Linked DNA regions of Sus scrofa: regions 2, 3 and 4 are each linked to region 1. A link is a contact called in public HiChIP or PLAC-seq and promoter capture Hi-C data. All regions are on one chromosome and are shown on one strand. Each heading gives the region's core, a stretch centred on a gene start, on an enhancer-like site or on the middle of the called end of the contact. The rest is flanking DNA. Distances are from core to core; before and after follow the strand shown.

The links. Promoter capture Hi-C pulls out the DNA fragments that hold promoters and counts their contacts. HiChIP or PLAC-seq counts read pairs in DNA pulled down with a chosen protein or histone mark.
Region 2: a contact with region 1 is called in an H3K27ac HiChIP or PLAC-seq map of skeletal muscle, with 5 times the contacts expected there. The contact joins the promoter of MSRB2 here to the promoter of DNAJC1 in region 1. A contact is called at or near these places in 2 of 5 promoter capture datasets (fetal liver and liver) and 1 of 2 datasets of contacts at active chromatin or transcription factors (skeletal muscle).
Region 3: a promoter capture Hi-C map of liver shows a contact between it and region 1, with 5 times the contacts expected there. The contact joins the promoter of ARMC3 here to the promoter of DNAJC1 in region 1. A contact is called at or near these places in 2 of 5 promoter capture datasets (fetal skeletal muscle and liver) and 1 of 2 datasets of contacts at active chromatin or transcription factors (alveolar macrophages).
Region 4: an H3K27ac HiChIP or PLAC-seq map of alveolar macrophages shows a contact between it and region 1. The contact joins the promoter of PIP4K2A here to the promoter of DNAJC1 in region 1. A contact is called at or near these places in 1 of 47 Hi-C or Micro-C datasets (embryonic fibroblasts) and 2 of 2 datasets of contacts at active chromatin or transcription factors (alveolar macrophages and skeletal muscle).

Annotation. Positions count from the first base shown.
Region 1 is chr10:52,861,419-52,864,139 of Sscrofa11.1, reverse strand. It overlaps DNAJC1 (dnaJ homolog subfamily C member 1), which reads right to left and starts at 1,327. Exons shown (of 12, transcript XM_005668160.2): 1 at 807-1,327. The coding sequence starts at 1,004.
Region 2 is chr10:51,909,417-51,912,137 of Sscrofa11.1, reverse strand. It overlaps MSRB2 (methionine-R-sulfoxide reductase B2, mitochondrial), which reads left to right and starts at 1,413. Exons shown (of 6, transcript XM_005668153.3): 1 at 1,413-1,551; 2 at 1,748-1,888. The coding sequence starts at 1,428.
Region 3 is chr10:52,048,678-52,051,398 of Sscrofa11.1, reverse strand. It overlaps ARMC3 (armadillo repeat-containing protein 3), which reads left to right and starts at 1,332. Exons shown (of 19, transcript XM_013980262.2): 1 at 1,332-2,082.
Region 4 is chr10:52,223,214-52,225,934 of Sscrofa11.1, reverse strand. PIP4K2A (phosphatidylinositol-5-phosphate 4-kinase type 2 alpha) reads right to left here and starts at 1,402. Exons shown (of 10, transcript NM_001195781.1): 1 at 1,129-1,402. The coding sequence starts at 1,272.

The DNA.
Region 1 (2,721 bases), core at 78-2,577:
AACGGATGTTACCAGTTAAAGTCTCAAGCCAAAAAGAACGAAACGAAAGGAAAAGAAAAAGACAAAGATCCTGCGCTACTGGTCGGGCTTCTCTTGCCGGAGCCCCCCAGGTGCCTCCACCGTCCCGGAACACTCGAGAGCTCCTTCTACGAATTCCAGGACCAATACCGCAGGGGTTTCAAGTTTCTCCAGATTTCTAAACTGTGCTACAAACCCTATCCAACAGGCTAAATAGATTCCAAACTTAGGCAAGAACGAACAACTTCTGCCATCCAGACACCAACCAAAATGCATTCCCACCTTCCCGGAAAGGCAGAGGAAAGGAGGCTGCTACAAGACAGATAAGTGCAATTGGGAAAATGAAAATTTAGAGACACGACTACTCTTTCCCACATTCACGCGGCAGGAAAGGAAAGAGTAAAAGATTTACCCACGCCACTCTTCCTTGTTCCTCCAGCAAAGCTTGGCGCAAAAATCTCCCCAGAATGGCAGAGAAAAAGAGAAGGGTCCCTACCCCAGGCTGGTGGCACCTCCAGCCTGTCACTGAGACCGGAACTTGAGAAGGGGAGCCGGGCGGTGAGGAATTGGGGAAGGCAGGCCATTCCCTCTGAGGCTGGTTACGAGGAGACCCCGGTGGGTCGGACTGAGGACGGCAGCCGAACCCGGGATGGCCAAGTCTTGCCCCGCATGCCCGGCTCCCGCGGAGGAATCGGGGTCACAGTCCGCCCCACCCCCTCCTTTCCGCCGGGACCGGCAGGTTTCTGTCCCAACGCGCAGCCCTCGGGCGGGCGGGTGGCCCCGCTTACCTGCTGCACCCCGAGGAACTGGTAGAAGTTGAGCTGCACCTCCTCCACCAAGTCAAACAACTCCAGGTCTCCGCTCTCCCAGCCGCGCGCGGGGCCCGCGGCCGCCAGCAGCAGCAACAGCAGCGGCGGCGGGAACGGCAAGAGCCGGAGCCGGCGGCGCGGAGGAAGCCGGGCCAGCCGGGAGCAAGGAGCCGTCATCGCGCCGGGCTCGGAGAGGTCACCCGCCGCGCAGCGCCGTCGGCCGAGACCGGGGACGTGGCGGACAGCGCGGGCTGTGGAAACAGTGCCTTTCAGTTAGGAGCACCGGCAGCCGCCGCGAAGTCGCCCGCCCCACGGCCGGTCCTGGATGGAGGGCAGGGGCGGCGGGAGCGGACGGACACAGCGGCGGGAGAGCGGGAGGGGCCGCGGTCAGCTCCACCCTTCGCGGACCCTTACCCTTCACCCAGGCCTACAGACAGCTGGAAAGCCAGCGCCGGGAGCTGAGGTTGCTCGGGGGAGAGGCTTCCCCTCGCCTCAGCCTATCCCAGGCCTCGCTTCCGGTGACATCACGTCTCCTAGCAACCTCCGGAGAGGGGGCGGGGCCGGAAGTAGGGAAGCCGGTGCCCCAGACCTGGGCCTTGGAGAAGTGCCTCTCGTCGTGGCGCGCTGGAGAAGTTCTACGTGTATTGACACAGATTAAGAGACGTGGGTAGTTGTGGACATCGCACATCTACCTGGAACATCCCAAGTATCTTTGAAGCAGCTACTTTCTTACGCTACCAAAACTAAAAGCACGTTTGAGGACTGATTAATTGATTACAGCCTCTGTTGCATACATTTCAATATTCCATCTGCAAAGAGAAGGAACTGAACGCAGGGCCTAAAAGGGGCAGATCTACAGAATAAAATATCCTCTTGAGAGAGGTGAAGAAGACATTAAATTTGAACCAAGACAAAAAGTAAACTTCTAATTATGAATTAAGGTTTACAGGCATAATACCATAAAACAGGTAGCCTGATAGAAATTAATTAGAAATTAATAAACCTGGCTAAGTCATTAAGTCACACAGTCTTAAGGGAAGTGTAGTGTATCCATTTCAGCAGCTTTCCAACTGGGGTTCCTTTCCCAACTGATGTCTGTTTTTAAAGACATTAGGCTAAAAACCCCCACTCTTTCCCATCAGTGTCTCACTTCCCACTCTATTTTTAAGTCGTTTTTTTTTTTTTTTCTTCCACGACTATCGCTTTCTCTTATGTCAATCTTATTTTCTTCAAAGCTTTCTCACATTTCTCCTTTCTGACTCCCTACTCTTGATAAGGAAGCAGAAGGGAAGGAAAAAATGCTGTATAACTCAGGATGCTTGACCAGTTTTGAGTTTGATCTTATGCTTTTCCCTTCTGAGATTCCACCAGCTGAATTTAGTTCCATGGGATAATGATAAAGCTACTTTTGCTCTCATGGCAAGAATATATTATGTTTGACAAAGTTTACAAAAACAGCATCCAGGAAGTAAATCTTACTGAAGAAATCCTTCTATTATTGCAGTTTTAGATGTATTTTTATTTATTTATTTTTGTCTTTTTGACTTTTCCAGGGCTGCTTCTGACGGCATATGGAGGTTCCCAGGCTAGGGGTCTAATCGGAGCTGTAGCCACCGACCTGCACCAGAGCCACAGCAACGTGGGATCCGAGCCTCGTCTGCAACGTACACCACAGATTACAGCAATGCCACATCCTTAACCCACTGAGCAAGGCCAGGGATCGAACCTGCAACCTCATGGTTCCTAGTCAGATTCGTTAACCACTGAGCCACGAAGGGAACTCCCTAGAAGTATTTTTAAATAGTTATAAATGAATGCAAGTGTATCTTGCTTAAAAGTAATATATACACTTGAAGTCATCCCATTTTATCTTTTTAAGGGTGCACCTGCAGCA
Region 2 (2,721 bases), core at 164-2,663, 950 kb after region 1:
GTTCCACTGAGGAAATGCATACGTTGCCAGCCAGTGTTGAGCAGGGGAGACACAGGGAGGATCCCTGAAACAAATGGTTTCCGGAGCTGCTAGGAATGTCCCCCAAATCCCCCTCTGGGGGCCAGCTAGCCAGGAGCAGGGAGCAGCAGGCACGTCACGTCGATTCCGGCGCTGACATGGCCGCGGCTCTGCTTGAAAACCCGGGGAGCCAGATGTCGCGAGAGCGCGGCAGCCCCACGTGGGCGCCAAAACCTGTTACAAAAAGTGGGCTTCCACCTGGCTCACCAATCTAAAGCCAATAAAGAGGCGAGGTTGGTGGGAAGGAAAGTTTGCTTTGCTTCAGAGTCTGGCACCCGGTGGCAGGGGTGAGAGGTTCTTGTCCAAAGGCGGACTTCCCCCCAATGACAATTAGTGGGCAAGAGCTTTTATGGCTGGAGAGAGGGGGCTACATGCAGAAACAGCAGTCAGCTCTGACAGTCATCTTGAAATTGGTCATGCACTGGTCTGATCAGTGACATCTTGATTATTTTAAGCACAGTTCATCCTCAAATCCAAGGTGGGTTTGTGCTCATTTCCTTGAGGCTAGTTCTTAGAATTGTGGCAGTTTATGTCATGGCTGCAGTCTGGTCATACAATTGACTTCTTCCACCTGCTTGGGGTTTCAGTATCTACAAGATCCCTCACAGGACATGGCTCAGAACTTTGTCTATAGCCGTTGAAAAGGAACTATCTCAAGAAGGTCAAACTAAAAAAGGTCCTTGAGTTTGCTTACCAACTAAACTATTATTGTTTCGTCCTGTTTGCTTTCCTTTGCCTCTGTATTTTCTCACTTCTGATTAAACTTACTCTTTGGCTAAAGTTCTTCTACAGATAAAAGGCAGGCAGCGAACATGGGAGGGAAGGACCATACATATCCTCCTGCTCCTTTTCAAAAGGAAAGTACATATCAGGAGTTCCTGTCATGGCACAGCAGAAGAGAACCTGACTAGTATCCATGAGGATGCAGGTGTGATCCCTAGCCTCCCTCAGTGGGTGAGAACCTGGCTGTAGTTCGGATTTCATCCTTAGCCTGGGAACTTTCTTATACGGCTGGTTGGTGACCCCTCAAAAGAAAAAAAAAAGAAAAGAAAAAAAAAAAAAGGAAAGCACATATCCATACAAAGAATTGTACAGAAATGTTCCTAGCAGCTTTGTTTCTAATAAGGAAAAATTGGGACCGAACCACATATCTGTCAACACATGACTAGATACATTGTGGTATACCCAGAAAAGTACTCAGCACTAACAATGAATGAAAAATTGTTACACGCAAGAGCAAGAAGGAGTATAAAAATAACTATTCCGAAAGAAAGAAGCCAGACAAAATATTCAAGACTATGCAATTCAAGGCATACAATTCTAGAAAAGTAACCAACTATGGGGGGGGGATGTTGTGGGGCGGGAAGAGGGGAGGAGCTGCAAGGGATCAGGGGAGGAGCTGCGAGAGAGTCACAGAGCTGTTGCGGGGCGGGGGAGAAGATCGCAGGGAGGCAGGTGGCTATATAGGCAAAGGTGGGCGGGAGAAGGCCAAGAAGGGCGGGTAGGGGCAGGAGCACTAATGGGGTTAGGAAGAGGGGTGCAGGTGGTGGGAAAGAACGCGGGGAAGAAAAGAAAAACAGGGGCGGGCGGGAGCGAGGACAGGAGGGGCTGAGTGAGGGTGGGGAGGGGTCGGAGCCTGACGTGTGGGCTGGGCCTCGGGTGTGGGCAGGTCCCGGCGTGCGCAGCAGCGTCATGGCGCGCTTCTTCCGCGCGGGCCCGGGCTTACCCTTCCGAGAGGTGCTCTCGCGGGCAGTGTGGGGTCGTGCCGACAATGGCGGCCTCAGCCCGAAGGTCGGAACCGGAGACGCAGGTAGGACGCAGTCCCCGCCGCCATCTCCCGGCTTTTGGGTTCCCCTCACTCCCTGGGACTTGGGGGCCCAAGTTCTGGTTCTGAACCTGGCAATTCCTTCCTCGAGAAGCTCCTTTGGGGCGCCCCTGCCCGCCCACCGGCTGAGCAAGCGAGCTGTAAGCTCGAAGGGACGTGGACGGGGGCTCACTGACCCCTCTGAGAATTTGAAAATAATCGGTCGTTTCCTCAAACGTGCACTTTTTTTTTCTTTTTTTTTTCTTTTTGCATTAAATGTCAGGCTCCGGATCAGGAACCTCCCGGTGAAGAACCTCGGTGTTGGGCCAGCGGCTCGACCTGCGCTCTCTCTGCTATTACGGCCCCTGATCTGTTGCACGGTCCCCCTCTTCCAGTTATGTCTGGTGCTTCTCGCGTATGAGAAGCAGACAGTGCAGACTTTGCATTCCCGTGGGTCTGCTTCCTCTCTGCTCTGTGTTCCTGTGTTTCCAGGACCCACAGTTGCGTGTGGGCTTGTAATCGGTTCCCCCTTTAACCTGATACCGTTAGTCATTGGCTGAGGTTCGGAACAGGGAAAAGAGCGTGTATTTTCTACAAAATGTCTTTTGCTGCTCTGTGGGATTGGGGTCCGTTTACATTTCATCCTTTAGGACGGAGTCATCTGTGGAGACCTGTGTCAGCTGGCCCCGAATTTCAGATACATTGCAGGGGAATCCAGTTCCCCGTGTCGATTTGCTTTTTGGTCGACTACCCAGCATACTATCTCTGAATCCAACTGTCATGTGTCCGCTGAGGCCATTTAAAGATACCTATCTCTGCTGAAGATGGACCCCGTCAAG
Region 3 (2,721 bases), core at 83-2,582, 810 kb after region 1:
AAGAATCCAACTGCAGTGGCTCAGGTTGCTGTGGAGGTGCAGGTTGGATCCTGGGCCCGGTGCAGTGGGTTAAAGGTACAGCATTGCTGCAGCTGCACCATAAGTCTCATATGCGGCTTGGATTCAGTCCCTGGCCTGGGAACTTCCATATGTTACAGGTGCAGTGAATGAAAAGAAATAAAGGAAAGGAAGGGAGAGAGGAAGGAAGGAAGGAAAGGAGGAAGGGAGGGAGGGAGGAAGGGAGGGAGGCAGGAAGGCAGGCAATCAAGCTAAATAATGGCCATGAAAGCAGGAGGAAGATCAAAGGTAAGTGGTATCAAGAAGACCACAGAAGATGTTTCCAGAATGAGATGTCATCAGGAGTATTATTTGCAGCAGTGATGTCAAAAAAGATGAAGACTAAGAAACAGACAACAAGTTTGGGTACTTTTAGTGGCAGGACCAAACCGAATCACTGTGGTTTGAAAAGTGAAGGTATGTTAAAAATGCGAAAGTATCAAATGCAGGCTGCTTTTGCAGAAACTCATGGTCCAGAAGAGAAAGAGAAAAATAGAATGATACTAGAAGGAGATACAGGTTCAAAGAGATTTTGTTTTTGCTTTTTGTATGAGGCAAATGATAGAGTTCACAGTATTCATAAACTGACAGGAAGAGAGAGGCTGAAGATACAGGCATGTATTATTCAAGTTCCAATAGGAAGACAGAAATCATCTGTTATTTGACTATACAAAATCTAATACAAAGAACGTTACATTTGTATAAAGCTGTTTATCAGGTCATTCAAAAGGTATGAAGAGGACATAAAAGGATAGGAAAGAAGAAATGGTAAGAAACATCTAACACTCTTAGGACTGGGTGGGGAAGAGGGACAGGTAGGTAGGGAGTTCAAAAACCGTTAGGGGAATTCAGGAGAGGGAGAGATTTTTTTTTTTTTAGCAAAAAATCGAAGAGTATTTTTTGAAGATGGCATTTGAGCTGGACTTCATTAAGCAGAAATAATAGAATATTCCAGGAGCTGTACAAGCCACACATGACTTGGCAAATGATAGATTCTTAATATTTGAATAGCTGAAATGACAAGGAAAAGAGTGAGCAAAAATTTAGAAGAGAAAAGCATGGACAATTTGGGGAAAACAGTAAGTTTGGGGCTTGTGCTGTGGGAAAGCAGTGAGCTGCACAGGTAGAAAAGCAGTGGGGCAGATGGCTTTGAAAACCAGGCTAATGAGTTTAGACCTTATTTTAGGAAGCCACTGAAGTGGAGTAAGGGCGTGGCATGAGGAGGGCAGTAATCTCTGGAAGGTTTACCTGTGGTACCAAGACAGAACGGGAAAGAGAGAAACCGACGTCATCACTTAGAAGATCAAAAATGATGACCTGCACTGGGGTGACAGTAAAGATTTAAGAGAGGGAATAGAGAGGGGACAAAAAGTGGCTGGCCAATTAACTTCAATGCTGATTGGCGTTGGGGGTGGAGGAGGCAGCAGGAAACCTGAGGTTCTGGGCTACTGGGAGGGATGGCAGAAAGAGGAAGCAAAGATGTAAGCGGAAGGTTTTGAAGGGACATGGTACGTTCTGCGGTGACAGCAAAGTCGGCAATGCAGCTCGGCGCAAACCAGGCATAAAGTGGCGACGTGGAAGTCAACCGCACAGACTCTCGCTGAGACATGTGGCTGGGAAGACGCAGGGGCAGCGGAGAATACGTGAATCCAGAGCCAGCTCCCTGGCCAGAGCTGAGACGGTGCTGCCTCCTTCCTGATTTACCGTTGTCACTAGGGCTGGCCCTCAACAACTAGGAAGGGTAGGATTCTCACTGTCTATCCTGCCCCAAAGCCCAGGCCTCAAGAACCGAGGATGCACACGGCTCTTCAGCTACCAGCCTCTACCGGCAGCAGGACAATAGGCACCGCGGAAAGCTGGGCGCCAGCTAGGAGGAAGGAGGCGCAAGCAGGCGCGGATTGCGCAGGCGCGGCCCCCTGTTGCCTAGCAACGAGGCACAACGGTGAACTAGGACTGGGACACTGGCGGCGACAGGTGCAGTTGGCCAGGTCTCAGGAGCCAGGGCTCGGCGGGATCTCCCTGCAGGTAAAGGCAGATGGACGGCTGCACAGCTACCCCGCGTTTTGGAGAGGCCCAGGGCAGAGGTCTCAGCAAATACTTGGGGAACAAGAAGGTGCCCCGCGGGTGGGGGCGTCTGGGGCAACTGAAGGAAAAGGGTGTGAAGACCTGCGGGTTCCTGTCTTACACCTGCAGTTTTAGGCTGGGGTCCCGATGGATTTCATAAGAGTGCCCGCTGCCTCCTACTTAACAAGTGATAAAAAAGCCCAGGAATAGGATTTGAGGGTCTAAGATTCCGTCATTTGACTGATCAACTCAAAAAGTGGGTCACCAGTTGTTCTAGCCCTTCTCCTCCAAATAAATCTCTCATTAGAAAACATTTAAGATCAAATAAGCTGACAGGTCACAAAGTAGATCAATGAATTCACGAAAAAATGTGACTCCTCTCCAATAATCAAGAAGATACACAAAGCAGATTGTTTTCATGTCCAATGCCATGACTTTCATACCTTTTCACCCAGTTACTTTACTGCTAGGGATTTATCTTAAACAGCTGCAGATGTGGATGAAGATTTTATGTCTAAGGATGTTCATTTGCAGCCTTGTCCTTAATTCCAGAAAGTTGGAGACAAATGCTCAACATAGGGGACTGGCTAGATGGTAGAT
Region 4 (2,721 bases), core at 153-2,652, 640 kb after region 1:
GCTCATTTAAACTTTCATGGCTCAGCCAACAGCTCCTATCAGGTTTCCTGATCCTAAGGAGATTAAAACTGCAAGAGTTTCTCCCGGTAAGGTCGGCAGGAGGCTATTTCGGACCCTCAAACCGCAGTCCGCAGAGCCCGCAGCCGCGCATCTTCAGCACCTCTGGCTGTGTGTGTTAGGCTAACCTTTCCAAGCGTCCTCTCCAACCTTTGAAACAAACCCCCCAAACGGATGCAATCAACTCAAGACCGCCTTCCATCGCTCCCGGCGAGACCTACCCCCAACCCCCGCTCCCGAAGTCATCCCCAGGCCGCCTTCCGCAGTCGGGGACTTCGGCCTGGCTCCCCAAGGTGGGGGAGGAGGTGTGGGGAGCAAGACTCCCCGCCAAGCAGCTCTTCAGCAGGCAGAGCGGCAGTGCGATGCGGGAGAGGAGCAGAGGAAGATGCTAAACCCCAGTGCCATATTTACACTGGCTTTTTCTTTGCCAAAAAGATTTCTTGTGTCCAAGAATATCGCCTTTAAAGGTAAAAAAAAAAAAAAAAAAAAAAGGACCTAAGCACCAAGCCGCTGCCCAAGCTCCCCGATCTCCAGTATTCTCACCCCTGTCCCCCGTGCGGGGTTGCCGCCAGGCGCTCCCTAGCCTCGGACAGGTACACCTGCAGAATCACGGAGGATCGGGCCGCCCCCGCAGAGGAAGCGATCGCCAGGACTCCGACCCCAGCAGCCCCCGCTGGGGTGATAGCCCAGGCGGAGTCGTGCCCCGCACAAACTTCCCAGTTCCTGGGCTCCGGGGACAGATCCGCCAGCGAGCGGACGGACGGACTGGGGGCGACAATGGTACCGGCCGCAGAGCTCAAAATGCAGATGGGACCCTTGTCCTACATCCAGCCCTAGGTCCAAAGGGGATCCAAGTGGCGCCCGGGCGGCCCCCGAGGGGCTGGCGCGCTGCGCGGGGCTGCGGCCACCGAGGCGCTTCGGCTAGCGGGCAGCCCCAGAAGGCTAGCAGCCCGAAGGCTGGGGCCCCGCTCGGGCTCCCAGCCCCGCAGCAGCTGCAGCGGGAGGAGGAGGGGAGAGGGGAGGAAGAGGAGGAGGAGGAAAGGGACTGCGCGCCGCAGCCCGAGTCCTTACCGAGTGGTTTACCCCCCACATCAGGACGCTGAGCAGCGGATCGCTGGCCCGAAAGAGCTTCACTTTCTGCGCTACGAAGTGCTTCTTCTTCGTCTTGGTCTTGCTCGCCAGGACGGAGGACCCCAGGTTGCCGGGGGTCGCCATGGCCGCCGCCTCTGTCCCCTCCACCGCCGCGCTCCCGAGGCCGGGGACCCGCCCTCTCTACACGCCGGCCCGGGGAGGCAGCCGCATCCCCCCCGGCGGCGGCCCCGGCGCTCTGTGTCCGCTGCGCCCACTGGCGCGCTCGCCCCGCTCCGCCCGCAGTGCCCGCTCGGCCCGGCTGGAGAGGGAGGCTGTGCTCGGCTCGCGCCCCGGCCGGGATCCCGCGCCCGCCGCGGCTCCGCGCTCAGCCCGCGGCTGGACCAGGCGCGCCGCGAGCGGCTTCCGCGTTGGGCGCCGGCGTCATGACGCAGGGGGCGGGCGGGCAGCAGCTGCGGCGCCGCCGGGCGGGGCGCGGGGCGCGGCCGCGGGACCGTTAAGCTGCGCCCTCGCGCTCCAGCTCCTGCCCGGGCTCCGCGGCCCGGGGGACGCCGGCGAGCTCGGGGCGGACGCTCCCCGCCGGCTGAGGAGGCCGCGGGGTGGGCATGCGGCGCAGGGAGCGTGAGGACTCCCGCAGGGCGTCCCCTTCTGCCCGGGAGAAAAAGAGGAAGGGGTGGAGGCAATGGGGAGGTCGGAGGAGAGGAGACCCCAGAGGCGGTGGTGAGGCTAAGGAAGGAGGCTCGGGGCACCGCCGCTCTCCGGTGCCAAGAATCGGGAGACCTAGAGAGATCTGAAACCCTGGTGGAGACCAGAGCTTCCCTAGCACCGGGGAAACGGACCTGGACACATTGTTGGCCTCCTCCCAAAGGAGCCCTGCAATGAATTTATTAATCCCTTTGTGCTTTTAACCATCGAGCCTTTTGAACCCTGAACTTGGGCCTTCCCACGCGCATGCAGAAGGGAGACGCTCACCCAACCCCCGGGACTGTCTTTCCCACCACAACTCACGGTCGCCAGGGACAGGACCCTGCATGCCTCATCCAGAGCCTTTGGTTTGGCCCAGAGAATCCTGCCCCAAATTGCACCTTCTACGTCAAATCCTCCGAGGTTTCCTACATCTCTTCTTTTTATCCGTTCCACTCACCTTCCACGGAAATCTTTCCATTGTCTTCATCCACGTACACCTAAATTTAGCCCTTCTGAATGCTAGGAACACCTGACTCACCTCAGGAAGCTGCCTTTCCAAGCATGTCTAAAAATCTGCTGTCCCTGTATCTTCTCCAGTAACCAGCATCCTGGTCTAGGCACTTACCCTATTCAGGCTACCCGGCAAGATTATATGTCTACTGTCATTGTTACTCCCCCAAATGCAGTGGTTTCCTGCTGTGTGCCTAGCAATCTGCTTGCTTCTGTCAGGGAAAGACAGGATGACAGACCCTTATGCCTTACGGAGCGGAGCTTGAGTCTCAAGGGGTAGGAAGTGACAGATCTCGGGGTCACCTTCCTTTGCTCCTTTGTTCTTAAACATAAGGGTTGCCCCAAAGTCCTCTTACTCTCTTGCTTCATACTGTTGTC